5 separate regions of the Mus musculus genome follow, and all the other regions are linked to region 2. A link is a contact called in public promoter capture Hi-C data. All regions are on one chromosome and are shown on one strand. The core of a region is the stretch at or near the end of the contact, and the rest is flanking DNA. Distances in the headings are between cores, read along the strand shown. Region 1 holds the start of Csrnp2 (cysteine-serine-rich nuclear protein 2). Region 2 holds the start of Map3k12 (mitogen-activated protein kinase kinase kinase 12). Region 3 holds the start of Lima1 (LIM domain and actin binding 1). Region 4 holds the start of Gpd1 (glycerol-3-phosphate dehydrogenase 1 (soluble)). Region 5 holds the start of Cers5 (ceramide synthase 5).

Region 1 (2,837 bases), core at 10-2,509, 2.0 Mb before region 2:
TCGTGGAAGTGGGAAGACACTCGGTGTAAACCTCCTCCTTAAGCTAGGTATTTAAAGAAGGCCCCTTCCCTCCTCTACTCCCCAGGTTGTCCCCGTTTAGGTTAGAATTCGGCTTCCTACATTAAAGCCACATCCTAGAAGACACAGAGCTTTGTGAGAGACCTGGAACATGATGCCGCATTAACTCTCCTCGGAAGGATATCGCCATTTATAACTCTCCCACACACCAACACCCTGGTTTTGGATATCTGTAAAATTTAAAGCCACCAAAGAAAAGGAGAATGTGAATCGGCTGGGGTTCTAACCACGAAAACTGGAGGACACGGGGAACAGTGTCATCTCTTGGGGATAACTTCTAACCTTTCATACTGAAGAATGGTTTCTGTGTCACACTGTCACTCTCAACCCTTCTAAAAGGGTGAATCAAGACCATAGCACTCAAAGGATGGATGGCAGGCGGCTGCGTGTTTAGGCCTGCGAAAAGGATCAAGCTAGCACCCGGGACAAGTGATGCTCTCATTTTTGCACACAACGCCAGAAAAAATGGGAGACATCGGGAATCAGAGCAGAAGGGACATGCCAAGTCACCAGTTCCCCTCAGCACCGCTGAAGAACCCTTCCGCTCTCAACCCATGGATTCCCGCTAACCTTCCCGCTCATTTCCATCTTCTGCAGTCCCCACAGCCTTCCACATCCTCCTGCCTGCTACTCACAAATTCCCAACCACTCCTCCCACATTTTCCTCCAGGCCCCCTCCCCTTCCTTCACTTCCCTCCATCCTACATCACTGCCCACTCCATTCCGAACTCAGCCGTCAGCCGCAATCCAGCCGGCTTCCAAGCCGCCCATCCATCCCTCGAGCTAGCCTGCAGCCCGACCCGCGTCCCCGGCGCCCCTAGCTCTCACGCCTCTTCCCAGAGGCGCCTCGGCTCCCCGCCCCCCGCCTCCTTAGTCCGCACAGCTCGGCGCCGGAGCGCTGCTCCACGGCTGCCCGAGAACTGCTGCCAGGCAAGGACGAGGCGGACCCCTCCTCCCCGCACCCCAGGCCCATTACCGGCCCCGCCGCAGCCGCTTCTCCCGTCACGGTCTCCGCCGCCCCCGCTGCCTACTCAGCCCGTGTGCAAGGAGGGGAGACCGAGGCGTGCCGGCTCCCAGGCCCGTCGCGTGGCTCTCGGGGCTGCAGGGTGTGTGGGCCGGCCGGCAGGCGGCGGGGGTCGGGCGGCTCTGCACTCTGGCTCCCCGGGCAGCGAAGACCAGAACCGTCCCGGCTCCGGCTAACAATAGGCTCCGGCTGCAGCGCTCTGCCTCTTATAGGCGCCGGCGCGTCGCGGCCGAGGCCCGGGGCAGCCTGGGAAATGGAGTCTACACTTGGCCCACACCCAAGGCATGCCGGGAGTTGGAGGCGGCCAGTGCCCAAAAGCCCTCGCCCACCCTGGAACATTCGCGGCGGACCCCGGAGAGCGCCTGTAGGGCAGTTGCCCGCCTTGAAGCGGGAGGCTGCGGATCCTCGGCTACACTTCCTCGCACCAGAACCTCACCCCATGCCTGGGGAACGTGATTCTCACGGGGTTGTCCCATATGACTTGCTGCAGCTGGCCTAATTTATAAGAGAAATTATGAGCAATGACCTATCTATTTATATGATGGATCGATTTCAACATTTTTCCCACCCCAAACGGGGTCTCTCTACATGGCTCTGGCTGCCCTGGAACTCACACTATTCCAGGCTGGCCTCGAACTGAAGAGATCCACCTGCCTCTGCGTCCTGAATGCTGGATAACGGCGTGCGCCACTATACGGGCTGATTTCTTCACATTCTTAAATTTTTCTTTTCTTTTCTTTTTTTAATTATTGTCTCTGATAATCACAGTTTTGCAGTTCATCTTTAAAGTGGGCAAAATATGGACCAAAAAGTTATAGCTCTGGCTGTCCTGGAACTCACTTTGTAGACAAGGCTGGCCTCAAACTCAGAAATCTGCCTGCCTCTGCCTCCCAAGTGCTGGGATTAAAGGCGTGTGCCACCACGCCCGGCTTACCTTTACAATCTTATGCCAACCAGCCATACGTTGGTTCAGTTAGTAACTATTCAGGTCTTCATATTAGAGAGGTAATACATTACACACACACACACATACACACACACACACACACACACACACACACACACCGTTTGGTTTTGAACAGGGTCTTTTTAGCTCAAGATGGTTTTGAATTTGTTTATTTGAGACAGGGTTTCTCTGTGGCGTTGGCTGTCCTGGAACTCCCTCTGTAGACCAGGCTGGCCTTGAACCCCAAGATCTGCCTGCCTCCCATTTTAAAAGCCTGCTTTAGCTTCTTAAGTACTGGAATGAGAGCCATGATTTGAAATAACTGCTTCTTTTGGTCTCTTTATTTCCTTGGCATCACTACCACTTGTATTTGTTGTTTTTTAGTCTTCTGTCTTGACTGGATTCCATGGAACTTGAATTGAAGAGTTGTTTATTTATTGTATTCTCAATACCAGGTTTTTAAAATCTGGTTATTTGACATTTAGGAGCACAGTGAGTATTTATTGGCTAGGTGGATGCACGACAGGATTAAACTTTATGTAGGGTGTGTGTGTGTGTGTGTGTGTGTGTGTGTGTGCTATTCAAATCTTTTCATGAAAAAAGCGCCATAAGTTCTAAATCCCAGTACATTTTTGCATATGACCAGGAAAATATAAAGCCAGCGCGACTGGCTACAATGTTCTCTCACCTTTGGAGCTGAGACACTGAGCGGCTTTGAAAAAGTGCTATGAATTCCAGTTTTCTTCATTATGTGACAACAGAGACAACACCACAAAGGGAGAAACAGCA
Region 2 (2,817 bases), core at 222-2,721:
GAATTTCGTGTTCTCTATCATTTTATTATTAACCCCCATTCCCAGAGACTCAGAGCAGTAACTGCTTTTAACAGGGTTTTGCTCTTGTGAAGAAGTCTAGGAAACCCCAGCCACACCTTCCATCTTCCACCTCCATCCACCAAAGATCTAGGACTTGGCAAGTATTGGACCTTGGGGTCTTCCTGGAAGTCAACAGTTGGTTAGACCCAACTTGGGGCCCAGATAACTTTCCATGAGAGATGGCAGCACTCTTGAACTTGTAAACACTAATGTTTGGACAGCAAGGCCCAGAGGGAACTTGGGCTGTTTCCTTTCCAAATTCTTGCTACTGGTGTAAGCTTGGGATGACCCTCTGCCTGAAAACCACGAGGCGGCTGGGAGAATCAGAAGAGAGTTTAGAGTGAGGCTCCAGGTGCCTGGGGTGTGTGAGACCTCATGTGCATGCTCTTTTGGTTGAAGGCCAAAGAGGCAGAAGACAGAGAGCCGCAAGGCTCCTCCCTGCAGCCCTACTACTGTTTATGGAACCCACCCCTCTTCTCTTTCTACCCTCAGCCAAAGCCTTGCCTACCAAGATTGTAAGCCAAGGAGTTTGGTGAGTGTGTGAGAAAAAGGGAGGTTTGTGAAGCGCCTGACTAGGGAAATGGGTTAAGGAAACCAGAGACGAGCAGGCAGAAGAGAGAGAAAACTACATCCAAATGGAGGACGGGGTGCAACAGCTGGACGGTAGGGAATGCCACAGCTGGAGATTAGAGGGATTACAGATGGACGGGGGAGAGGGCCCTGCCAGGGCATGCAGGTGTAGGTGCAGCCTAATTTTCAGGTAGAGCCTATTAGGTGCAGGAGTGGGGGAGGGGGGCGGTGGGTATATTAGGCCTTGCCCTTCCATCCCTTCCCTGGAGGGGGCCACAATTCTCCCTCCTTTCTAGGTCCTGAGGTTGAGGAGGAGAGGACGTGCTCTTGCCCGCTGTCCTTTAGGTCTTCCCCTAGCCACCCTCATCCTCGCATAATCCACCACAGCTTTGGAGGCTCTTGGTCTCCAAGCTGGGCCGCCGCATCCCTCAGCTTCGCCCGGTTCCTTCCTATCTCCAGGCGTCGGGTCCAGGGCTCTAGTTCCTTCATACCACAGCTTCAGCATCCTCGAGTCACCTCCTCCCCCACCACGCCACAATTGTATCCCGACCCTCCCTCCACGCCAGGATCCCAAGACCCGAACCCATCCCTGCCCCCCACCCCCACAAGTCGCCCAGGCTCTCACCTCGGGGGCTCCGCGGCCGCAGCACAAAAGGCGGCGCTGCTGCAGCTCCGCTCCGGATGCTGCTCCCGCCTCCTCCTCCTCCTCCTCCTTCCCTCCTCCCCCCGTTGCCCTCCACCGGACCTGGAGAGCTGTCACCGGCGATGCTCGTGTGGAACTCAGGTGTACGGGTGTCAGCCCCAGCTTTTAGCCCCCACCCCCTACTCGAAGCCCCGTCCCCACTCGACTTGAACTCCCGCTCCTTCCAAAGCCCCCGCCCCTGGCCCCCCGGGACGGACACGCCCTGAGCGGGGGATGCTGCGCTGGAGTCGCCGGCCTCTTAAAGGAGCCTGTGGCTGCCATCCGGCGCGATCCAGGCTCCTTCCTGGAGGTGTTCTACGGCAGTTCCACTTTGGTCCTCATGCGGAATCTGTAGGATCCCCTTGTGACCTGTCTTACAGATTCTTTCCTACACCCCGAGAGCGCAGTCCATCAGTATACACAACGCTCTGGCACTGGTCCCTTGTCATACCGACATCTCCAGCTGGCCTTCCCTCGTCGCTGCTCCATTTTCACCCAATTGGAATCCACCCAGCCGTAGGTCCCTTCCCACTTCTGTGCTCCTGGATGACCGATCGCTCGTTTTCATTACTGATTCCTCTTACCTCTAACCCTATTCCTTTCTAGCAAGACATCTTATCCTAGACCCATTTTAAAAAACACTCTTTGAATCACGTTTTTCGTGGTATCACTTTCTCCTTCTGTCCAAGGTCACAAGATTTCCCATATTTCTTTCACTCTGGTGGTATCAAGGCTTTGGAGAGCCAAAGGTAATCGTTAAGCTCTGCGCGTATATTAGTTCGTTAATTATTCCTGTGCTCTTTCAGGTGAGACTAAACACAGAAGGTCCATCTAATGATTCTCGGGACAGTTAAAAGAGGTTCACTAGGGCTGATCTAAAGAGGCACGAACCCTGTCAGGCTGCGTGGAGTTAGTGAAGAGAGGCGAAGGACAAGCCACAGAAAAGCAACGGGTTTTTTGACACGGAGTGCTGAGAAGCTTACGCTACAGCCTGGGAGACCGGGTCTGAGGAGAACTCCGGACTTATAAAACCCCAGAGCTCTGGGGTGGGGGTGGCCAGGTAAGGCACACCCTCTGGGGCAGCAAAAGGACTTCGGCCAATCACAGCCTTTCCTCAAGGAGAAGGCTACACCTTTCCTCGTCTCCGCCCTCTGGGCCAAGTGACCAATCTGCAAGCGCCTACAGGAAGTCGCTCTCAGTATAGCCAATAAAGCAGCGAAGCCCGCAGCGGCGCCCGAATGACGCGCTGGCGCCTGGGTTCTGTAGTTCTCTCAGGGAGACAGACCTTACCGCCCCGCCCCTGGCCGCCTACACGCAGCTAATACGCATGCTCACAGTGTCGGCTTGGGAGGAGGCGGTGCGCAAGGAGGAAGGCGGGAATGACATTAGGAAAAAAAAAAAACCAAAAAAACAAAAAACCCAACCCACTCGTAGTAGCTTGGGAAGCTTCCGCCGAGGGTCTGCTCCTCCCAGAAGGCGGTGCAGATGCCCGGGCGAGTCTCGCT
Region 3 (2,700 bases), core at 174-2,673, 2.6 Mb before region 2:
AGACTAAGGACCAGAGTTTGATCCTCAAATCCTAAGTTAGAGAGAACCAACTCCTATAAGCTGCCCTCTGACCTCCACAAGCCTACCATAGCACGATGGCTGGTATTCATGCACACACATCACACAAATGGTAATTTTTAAAATATATATATATATATATATATATATATATATATATATATATATATATATATATATATATATATATATATATATATATATATATATATATATTGAAGGTCAGGGACAGTGGAGCACACCTTTAATCCTAACATTCAAGATGCAGAGGCAGCCATATTTCAGGCAGCCAAAGCTAGATAGCCAGCTCAAGGCTAGTCAGGGATTCTCTGAAGAAGCAGAAAGAGGAAGAGAAGAAGAAAAAGGAGGGAGAGGAGGAGGAGAAGACAACGACTGAGGAGGAGTTGTTCTTTCCTGCTAACTCTATAGCTTTTTGAAGGCTGTCTAAACATGATCACACTTGGTCGTCCATAGACTAACTGGACTAGGTATTTGTACCAGTAACTATGTAGATACAAAGTAGCCCACTCACCCACTTCCGTGCCAAGGATGATCTGCCCTCCAAAGGTCAACGTCTTAAAAACATAACCTCACAGTCTTCGGCTAACTTGCAAAGTCAACAGAACCATTTGGATTAGGCAGATTTTTGAGAGCTGGAATTAGTTGCAAGACAATAGCAGATCAGTATCTCTCACCAGGATCAGCTAAACTCATTGTTGTGAGCACCAATAAGAAGGCTAGGACGGGTGCCAGATGGTTCGCTCCTAGCACCCACGACTTCGAGCTCCAGTGTGTGTGGCCAGGGGTGTACAGTTACCTAATATTAACACCTACGGATGCGAGTGAGCAGTGGATCCCAGCTCAAGTACACCATAGCGATTTGGGAAGGACACAGCAAGTAGGAACTGTTCGGAAGGATGTTAAGTCTTAACCAGAGTTCATCTGGAGGAATGGACGGGAGAAAAATTGGAAAAGGAACGGCCGCGTGGAAGAAGGAAAGAGTGGCAGGATTACCTCCCTAAGAGGGTGTTTTAACTTTTGATGAAATGCCACTTTCCCTCCATCCCGTGCGAGACCAGGGGCCCAGGCAGCGAAGTCTCAGTCCCTTGGACTTCCCAGAAGGGAGGGCGGAGCATGGGAGGCTCCTCCAACGTGGACCCCAAGGGGTGAGCCTCCTGCTCCTGCTACCCACCGCCTCAAAATACGCGGGGAGAGTGCGGGGCTCAGCAGGGTCTCCGCGCGCATGCAGGCTGCGGAGGGCGAGGCGAGAGGAAGCGCTTACCTGACTAGAAAGCCGTCGGGGCTCGGCGCTGCACGGCCACGGTCCTGCGCTCTGTCTGCCCAGCGCACCTGTCGCAACTGGGCTGCAGCACCTTCAGCTCCGCGGCCCCGCCCCGGCCCCGCTCAGAGCCCCGCCCCCTGCCGCGGAGGCGCGCCCGTCTCCCGCCTCCCGCGCGGCCTTGGAGCGAACGTGCTCGCTCCCGGCGGCGTGTTCAACTCGTGACCGGAGCGTCGCCCTAGTAGCGGTGGTGTTGCAGGAGGCGTGGCTCCTGTGTCAGCCTCCAACTTGGTCGTGTCCCCTTTCTGGCTCACCCTATCTCTCTCTGACTAGAGATTGCAGCAGTTTGATCTGAGACTCACCCAGAAATCTGGTCTAAGTGCAACTTCAGGGAAGTTCCTGGTGCTGTCGGGGTAAGTTCTGTGGAAAGGTATTTTAAGAGAGGCCATGCCCTGTGCTGCAAAGAGCTGCCAAAGAGGCCTGGCTCAGACTACATTGGATCACTTCACCTCAGTGGACCTGAGTTTCCTCAGGAAAGGATAGGATTAGATAAGAGTAGGTGGTGTCCAAGTTCTCCAAGAGCTATGGGTTTTGTTTGTTTGGTTTTTGGTTTTTTGTTTTTTTCAACAACGGGTGGTTTTCCTTCATTTTCTTTTGAGACAGAGGAGGGTCATCACATGTAGCTGAGATTAGCCTGGAACTCACAGTGTAGCTGAAGTGATCTTTGAGCTGTTGGCTCACAAAACTGCCCGTAACTCCAGCACCTGGGGAACCTGATACCATTTTCTGGCGTCCGTGAGGAACTGCACACACATCACACACTCACACACATATACATACTAATAAGATTAAATAAAAGTCTTTTTTAAAAGAGGCTCTAAGAGAAGGGTAGTAGCACACACCCTAGAGTGGGCTTGCACTTCTCAACAGTGTCTGCAAGACCTGTTTCTGTTTCTGCACTAGGAATGTGAGGGTCTGAATAGATCATGAGGAGACATAGCATGTGGCCATCCAGCCCTCAGATTCTTGGCTCCACCACCATTCCTCTCTGCACGAAGCCTTTTGATAGTATCCTTTCCTGAGGTCTAGTGACATACCAAACGAAAGGAATTCTGAGGCTTTTCATGTGAGTGTTGATTAGTATCATAAGGGCCAGTGGTAGAAAGATTTGTTCAACTCCTAAAGCAGTCACTGGCAAAGGGCACAGGACATGTGGCCTTTATCCTGGCAACTGAGGTAGGATGGTTGCCTTGAGTCCCTGGATGTCCAGTGTTACAGAGTGAGAATAACCCAAAAGGAACAAAACAAGAAACCTACAAAAAGCTGTTGATGAACAAGTTTTAAGGAATTGAGCCATTCACCAAGGATAGAATATCATTCAAAAATCTAACCTAGACTGATTT
Region 4 (2,703 bases), core at 185-2,684, 2.8 Mb before region 2:
TCAAGGTGCAGCACTGGAGGGCGAGAAGCCTGCGCTGCGCTTTCCAGAGTGACTTGGAAACCCGAGTTCCTCCTCTTAGTCAAACAGATGTCTGTGGGTGCCATGGAGCCCAAACTGCTGGATATGGGCCTGCCTTTCTCCCCCTCCCCCAAAGCTACACACCCACACCGGCATCAGAGACCACAGAGCTGCGGAGACATGGCTACCCTTGAGTTTTAGAGGCTGCTGCTGTAACTGGCTTCTCTGGCCCTGTCTAGAGACTGTAACCAGCTGTTTAATTTAAGGGTCCCTGTGGGATAAGCAGAGCCTGAGAGAAGAAATTGAAGGGAGATCAGGCTTATCCAGGAGCATGTGCTGGCCACCACCTTCTGCCCTTCCTGAAGCCTGGAAGGAGTGTGGGTGGGCCACGTGTCACCAGTGGCCTTTGACCTTCCTTCCCTTTAGAGACCTTCAAACGGAGATTATCTGAGGTGAAGGGGCAACCTGTGGGTCCCTGACCTGCAAGTAACCAAGATGACCTTGTTATTTTTAGTTTTCCAAGACAGGGTTTCTTTATGTAACCCCCCCCCCCCCACTATCTGGGAACTCACTCTGTAGACCAGGCTGGCCTCAAACACACAGAGATTCACCTACCTCTGCCTCCTGAACGCCAGGATTAAAGGTGTGCACCACTATGTCCATTTTCTCCCGAGATATTTTAATCCTTGGTCGGGGTGGGGGTATACACCAAAGCAGCCCCTTACTGTGTATGTGGTATTGTAGTATTATTCCCTAGAAGGTGCTCACATCCCTTGATCCTCTCACCCAGAGCCCGTGGTGGAGCTACCATCATGGGACATCATGGGAGTGGAACAGCTGAGGATCTGGGGGAGGCACATGCTAGCTAGCGAGAGCGATGAGGCGTTTGCCTTTGAAAACATCGCTGTTGCTGACGCTAGTGCTTTTTTCTCTCTCTCTCTGAAACAGACTAGCCTCGAACTCATCGAGACCCTCTTGCCTCTGCTTCCCAAGCGCTGGGGTTAAAGACATGCACCACCATGCCGAGCCCTGTCAGTTGCAGTTTATTTCAGTGCTGGAGACTGAAGGCATAGCTGGGGGGGGGGGGTGTGATAGCTGGGGGGGGGTGTGATAGCTGGGGGGGGGGGGGTGTTACTGTTTCTTGACCAGACTCAATACCAATACGTAGGTGGAGAACTAAGCCGAGGCCAAACGAGGGAAGAAGCTGGCCAGCACTGTCAGCTGGGAACTCGAGAGGAAAAGCTGGCCTGGCCTCAGCCTCAGTCCTGTTCTCCACCTGTCTGTCCCCTTTACTACCCTTTCTGCAGGCCAGACTCCTAGTCCCTGGGTGCCAGCCTCTGGGCCACCTCAGGGGCGGAGCTTGGCTGCACCCACGTGTGGTGGAGTTAAATACTCGGAGCCCACACCCGCCGGGGCAGAGAAGCAGCAAGCAGCACCATGGCTGGCAAGAAAGTCTGCATTGTCGGCTCTGGCAACTGGTGAGTGGTTCTGTGAAGGGCAGGGGGGGAGGGAAGGGCTCTCCGAGGGCTGAGGGGCTCCGCGGAGGGAGGCTGGGTGAGCAGGAAGCGGGCAGAGGGTAGGAAATGCCCTCAGGAGCCAGCTGGACTCCTGCTGCCGTCTCCAGTGCTTACGGTACACAGGACAGTCTGTGCCCAGCCTCCCGGCTGTGCCCGCCTGGGCGCTGCACCTGTTCACCACAGGAAGGTGAGCAGAGTGCTGTTGCCTTCCCTGCCTGAGAAGCTGCCTGCGCGGTGTAGGGAAGGCTAGCCCACCTCCCCAGCAGCAAAGACTGGATAGATTGAATCTTCTATTGCCAGTTGTGGGAGACACATTCATCATAGGGGACCAGGGTGGGAGTAGGGGGGCGGAGTGACGTGAGAGTGAGAGGCAGGAGGTAAAAAAAAATCCAACAAGCTTTATGAGTTCCTCCCCCTCCTCCCTGTCACCCTAGTCCACTTTCCTGTGTTTCCTCTCCCGCCAGGGGCTCAGCCATTGCCAAGATCGTGGGTAGCAATGCAGGCCGGCTGGCACACTTTGACCCACGGGTGACCATGTGGGTGTTTGAGGAAGACATCGGGGGCAGAAAGCTAACTGAGATCATCAACACTCAGCACGAGAATGTTAAATACCTGCCAGGGCACAAGCTGCCCCCCAATGTGGTGAGCTCCAACTCGATGTGAGAAGAGAGAGAGAGCGAGGCAAGGAAAGGGTATACTCAGTCAACACGCAAAAGTGACTTCGAGGTGCCTCCTTCCCAGAGGAGGGGAGGAGGCCACTGTAGGCGCCCGCTGGCTTGGTGGAGCAGCAGGCGGGGTGCTCTAGGCCTGGAGTACCCCTCCCCCATTAAGCCCCTATATTACTCTTTTGGAATCTTTCTGGAATCTGAATGTACCACCCCTTAGAGGTGCTAGGTGGAAAAGAGGGGTCTCCATGGCAACCAAAGGCTGGTTCTCAGGCTCCCGGACTCGGGGTCCAACTTCTCCTGCCTGCCCTGAACTCTAACCCTGTTACTCATTCACTGGTTATTAGCAGATCTGAAGGCTGATCATTGGACTTTTGGTCTTTGGTCAAATCCATATGGCATTCTCCTCACCTAGAAAGGGGGGACAGAGAGTCCGCAGGGAGACTGGGGCTCCCACTGCCAAGTTCGGGCCCCTAAGACGCAGCAGTGATGAAATCTTAGTT
Region 5 (2,839 bases), core at 75-2,574, 2.7 Mb before region 2:
ACTAGAAAAGGAATTCTGGCATCAGTGTCGTGTTTGTTCTAGATAAGGTTTTTACAGAAGGCGTCTCTGCCTACGAGGAAAGTACTTCCTTGGAGTTTGAGTAAGCTTTATCAAAAACACAGCTATGATTGATCCTCATTACAGATCGCATCAGATCCTTGAAGAACAGTGTCTTTTTGGCAGCAGATAAGACTAGCCCTTTGAAGAACGGGGTGGGGGTGGGGTGGGGGGGATCTTCTGCCCAGAGCATGTAGCTGGGCAAAGTATGTTGTGAATACTACCACCTTAGAAGCTGGTTCACAAAGCTGTTTCCAATAAAGTCTCAGGCTCCATCGCCTTCAAAATGACCACTTCTCCCATCTCAGGCTTCCAAGGCCCGTTCAGCAGTTCCTCTTGACACCTTCCCCAAATGTTGGAAGCCTCAGGCTTCACCACACCCTATCCTAGCCAGACGTCTGCTGTCATACTAACACGTTCACGCGCTAACAAATCAGGGCTTGGGGCCTAACTGATCCTGTTGTTTCAAACCCCAGAAGTAAAGTAACTTTAGCAAACATTACATCTCATGCATCCACCTACGTCGCTCGGAAGCTCTGGCGCTTGCACTGAACCCACAAGCTTCCAGGACCCCAGCTAATTCTGGTTCTCCCAGGCCCTTCCCGTTCCTCTCGCCGGGCACTGCGGGAGCACGACTCACTCTTGGGTTCCTGGAGATTGGGAGGCAGCCTTCGAGAGCTCCATGCGACTCTGTGATCTGCACTTCTGAGGCCCAGCACTCCCCTCGATTCTCTCTCACTCGCCCACACCCTAGACTCGCGCGGTCTGCGCGCACGCAGGCTCCAGGGGCGCGTCGCCGGGCTCCGAGCATCCCCGCCGCGGCCCGGGCTCCCCGGCTCCCCCGCCCCGCCGCCTCGGCTTCCGGCCCTCGGTCTCCGGCCCAGGCGTCCCGCCCCTACCCCCCGCCATCCCCGGCCCCGCGCAGCAACGCTCACCGCTCAAACAGCATCCTCACGGAGAAGATGCACACTGCCAGCGGGAACACCGACAGCACGTGCTGGGCGCGCGGGTAGCCGTAGCCGTCGCCCGGGCCCTCCAGGTCCGCCCAGCTCACGTTCTGAGGCAGCCAGAAGCTCTCGCTCCACAGCCAACCCCACAGGAGGCCCAGGGTTTCCGCTGCTGCAGTCGCCATCTTACGCGCGCCCGGCGGCCACTGCCGCCACAGCCTCGGAGGCAGTCAAGGCAAAAGGAACCCGCTGGGAGGCGGCCCCGAGGCGGGGCCCGGCCTACGGCCACCCTCTTCCGTCCCTGGGTCCTCCCAGCCGCCCAGCCCGCCTCTCCCGCAAGGATGGCCTCCTCCCCGCCCATCCCGCCTTCCCGCCCACTTCTCCGTCGCAGCAGCCCAGGCCCCTCATGTGGGTCCCGGCCTCGCCCCGCGTGCCCATTTCTTCTTGGCCACGCCCACCTGTCCTGGTCACGCCCCTCACCTGCAGCCCGAGCCACGCCCAGTTTCTTTCAGCAGGTTCGACATCACCATGGTCACACCCCTACCTCAGGCTAGTTTCTCCCTTTTGGAAACACTCTTCCTAGTCCAGCAGATTCAAGTTCTTTCTGGCTCCCGGCCCGGCTATACGTTCCTGATCATCACTTACAGTCCCGGTGTCCCAGCCAGCCGGCTGTGCTGTTCATCCTAGTTGATTCCTCCTCCTCCTCCTCCTCCCCCTCCTCCTCCTCCTCCTCCTCCTCCTCCTCCTCATACTCCTCCTCCTACTCCTCCTTCTCCTTTTTTGCACTTCCTTGATCTCCACCCCCCTCCTTGGCTTTAGGCCTTAAAAGTTACCTTCACTTTTTCTCAGAGAAAACACAAGGCTTTGAAATATCTTTACATTAAAAGCCTGTAATTCCAGCCTCCACTGTAATCCCACTTGGGGCTCAGGGTCGTTCTCTGCAAGTTCAGGGCCAAAATGAACTTCATGAGACCTCCCCATCCCACCCCCATTCCCTTTTGAGTGTCTGTGGGAGGTAGTGTTTCACAGCTGACGGCTCCGCACTTGGGTGACCAAAGGGAGAGAATTGTCCCTTCCTTTTAAGACCAGTTTGCATACAGTACAGGACAAAAGGTTCCTCCTCTCCCCTCTTGAGGCAGAAGGTAATGGGGGGAAAAAAAAGCAACAAGGCAAAAGGAAAATAAATGACCGCTAGTTTTAATGACATCTGTCATGTAGCAGTTTATGAAGGAATAAACTGAAGTCCAAAGAGGCAGAATAGTTTGCCCAAAGTCATATAGACCAACAGCTGTAATTAGAAAATAATTAGAGGGGCTGGTGAGATGTCTCAGTGGGTAAGAGCACCCGACTGCTCTTCCGAAGGTCTGGAGTTCAAATCCCAGCAACCACATGGTGGCTCACAACCATCTGTAATGAGATCTGACTCCCTCTTCTGTAGTGTCTGAAGATAGCTACAGTATACTTAGATATAATAAATAAATAAATCTTAAAAAAAAAAGAAAGAAAATACTTAGACTCCAGAACTCTCATTTCCTTATCTTACAAACCACCTCAACTTTATTTTTTTATTTATTTATTGTTTCCAGCCCGCTTGGGCCCAGATCGCTTTGGCCTATTTATTTATTATATGTAAGTACACTGTAGCTATCTTCAGACACCCCCAGAAGAGGGGATCAGATCTCATTACAGATAGTTGTGAGCCACCATGTGGTTGCTGGGATTTGAACTCATGACCTCTGGAAGAATAGTCAGGGCTCTTATCTGCTGAGCCATCTCTCCAGCCCCCCACCTCAACTTTAAATGGTCAGAGCAAACCTTGAACTCTTGTAAATCTA

The links. Promoter capture Hi-C pulls out the DNA fragments that hold promoters and counts their contacts. Capture Hi-C pulls out chosen DNA fragments and counts their contacts.
Region 1: a promoter capture Hi-C map of pre-B cells shows a contact between it and region 2, with 4 times the contacts expected there. The contact joins the promoter of Csrnp2 here to the promoter of Map3k12 in region 2. A contact is called at or near these places in 2 of 39 promoter capture datasets (liver and pre-B cells), 1 of 115 datasets of contacts at active chromatin or transcription factors (astrocytes) and 1 of 9 other capture datasets (adipose tissue).
Region 3: a contact with region 2 is called in a promoter capture Hi-C map of pre-B cells, with 5 times the contacts expected there. The contact joins the promoter of Lima1 here to the promoter of Map3k12 in region 2. A contact is called at or near these places in 3 of 39 promoter capture datasets (liver and pre-B cells).
Region 4: a promoter capture Hi-C map of adipose tissue shows a contact between it and region 2, with 2.8 times the contacts expected there. The contact joins the promoter of Gpd1 here to the promoter of Map3k12 in region 2. A contact is called at or near these places in 2 of 39 promoter capture datasets (liver and pre-B cells), 1 of 115 datasets of contacts at active chromatin or transcription factors (astrocytes) and 1 of 9 other capture datasets (adipose tissue).
Region 5: a contact with region 2 is called in a promoter capture Hi-C map of pre-B cells, with 4 times the contacts expected there. The contact joins the promoter of Cers5 here to the promoter of Map3k12 in region 2. A contact is called at or near these places in 3 of 39 promoter capture datasets (the C10 cell line, hippocampal neurons and pre-B cells).

What each region holds. Positions count from the first base shown.
Region 1 is chr15:100,493,980-100,496,816 of GRCm38.p6, forward strand. It overlaps Csrnp2 (cysteine-serine-rich nuclear protein 2), which reads right to left and starts at 1,260. Exons shown (of 5, transcript NM_153407.2): 1 at 1,055-1,260.
Region 2 is chr15:102,515,533-102,518,349 of GRCm38.p6, forward strand. Map3k12 (mitogen-activated protein kinase kinase kinase 12) reads right to left here and starts at 1,472. Exons shown (of 16, transcript NM_001163643.1): 1 at 1,256-1,472. Tarbp2 (TARBP2, RISC loading complex RNA binding subunit) reads left to right here and starts at 2,660. Exons shown (of 9, transcript NM_009319.3): 1 at 2,660-2,817.
Region 3 is chr15:99,874,033-99,876,732 of GRCm38.p6, forward strand. Lima1 (LIM domain and actin binding 1) reads right to left here and starts at 1,424. Exons shown (of 11, transcript NM_001113545.1): 1 at 1,301-1,424.
Region 4 is chr15:99,716,153-99,718,855 of GRCm38.p6, forward strand. Gpd1 (glycerol-3-phosphate dehydrogenase 1 (soluble)) reads left to right here and starts at 1,435. Exons shown (of 8, transcript NM_010271.3): 1 at 1,435-1,496; 2 at 2,000-2,177. The coding sequence starts at 1,456. The region is part of intron 2 of Gm16537 (predicted gene 16537); the gene reads right to left.
Region 5 is chr15:99,771,191-99,774,029 of GRCm38.p6, forward strand. Cers5 (ceramide synthase 5) reads right to left here and starts at 1,325. Exons shown (of 10, transcript NM_028015.2): 1 at 993-1,325. The coding sequence starts at 1,189.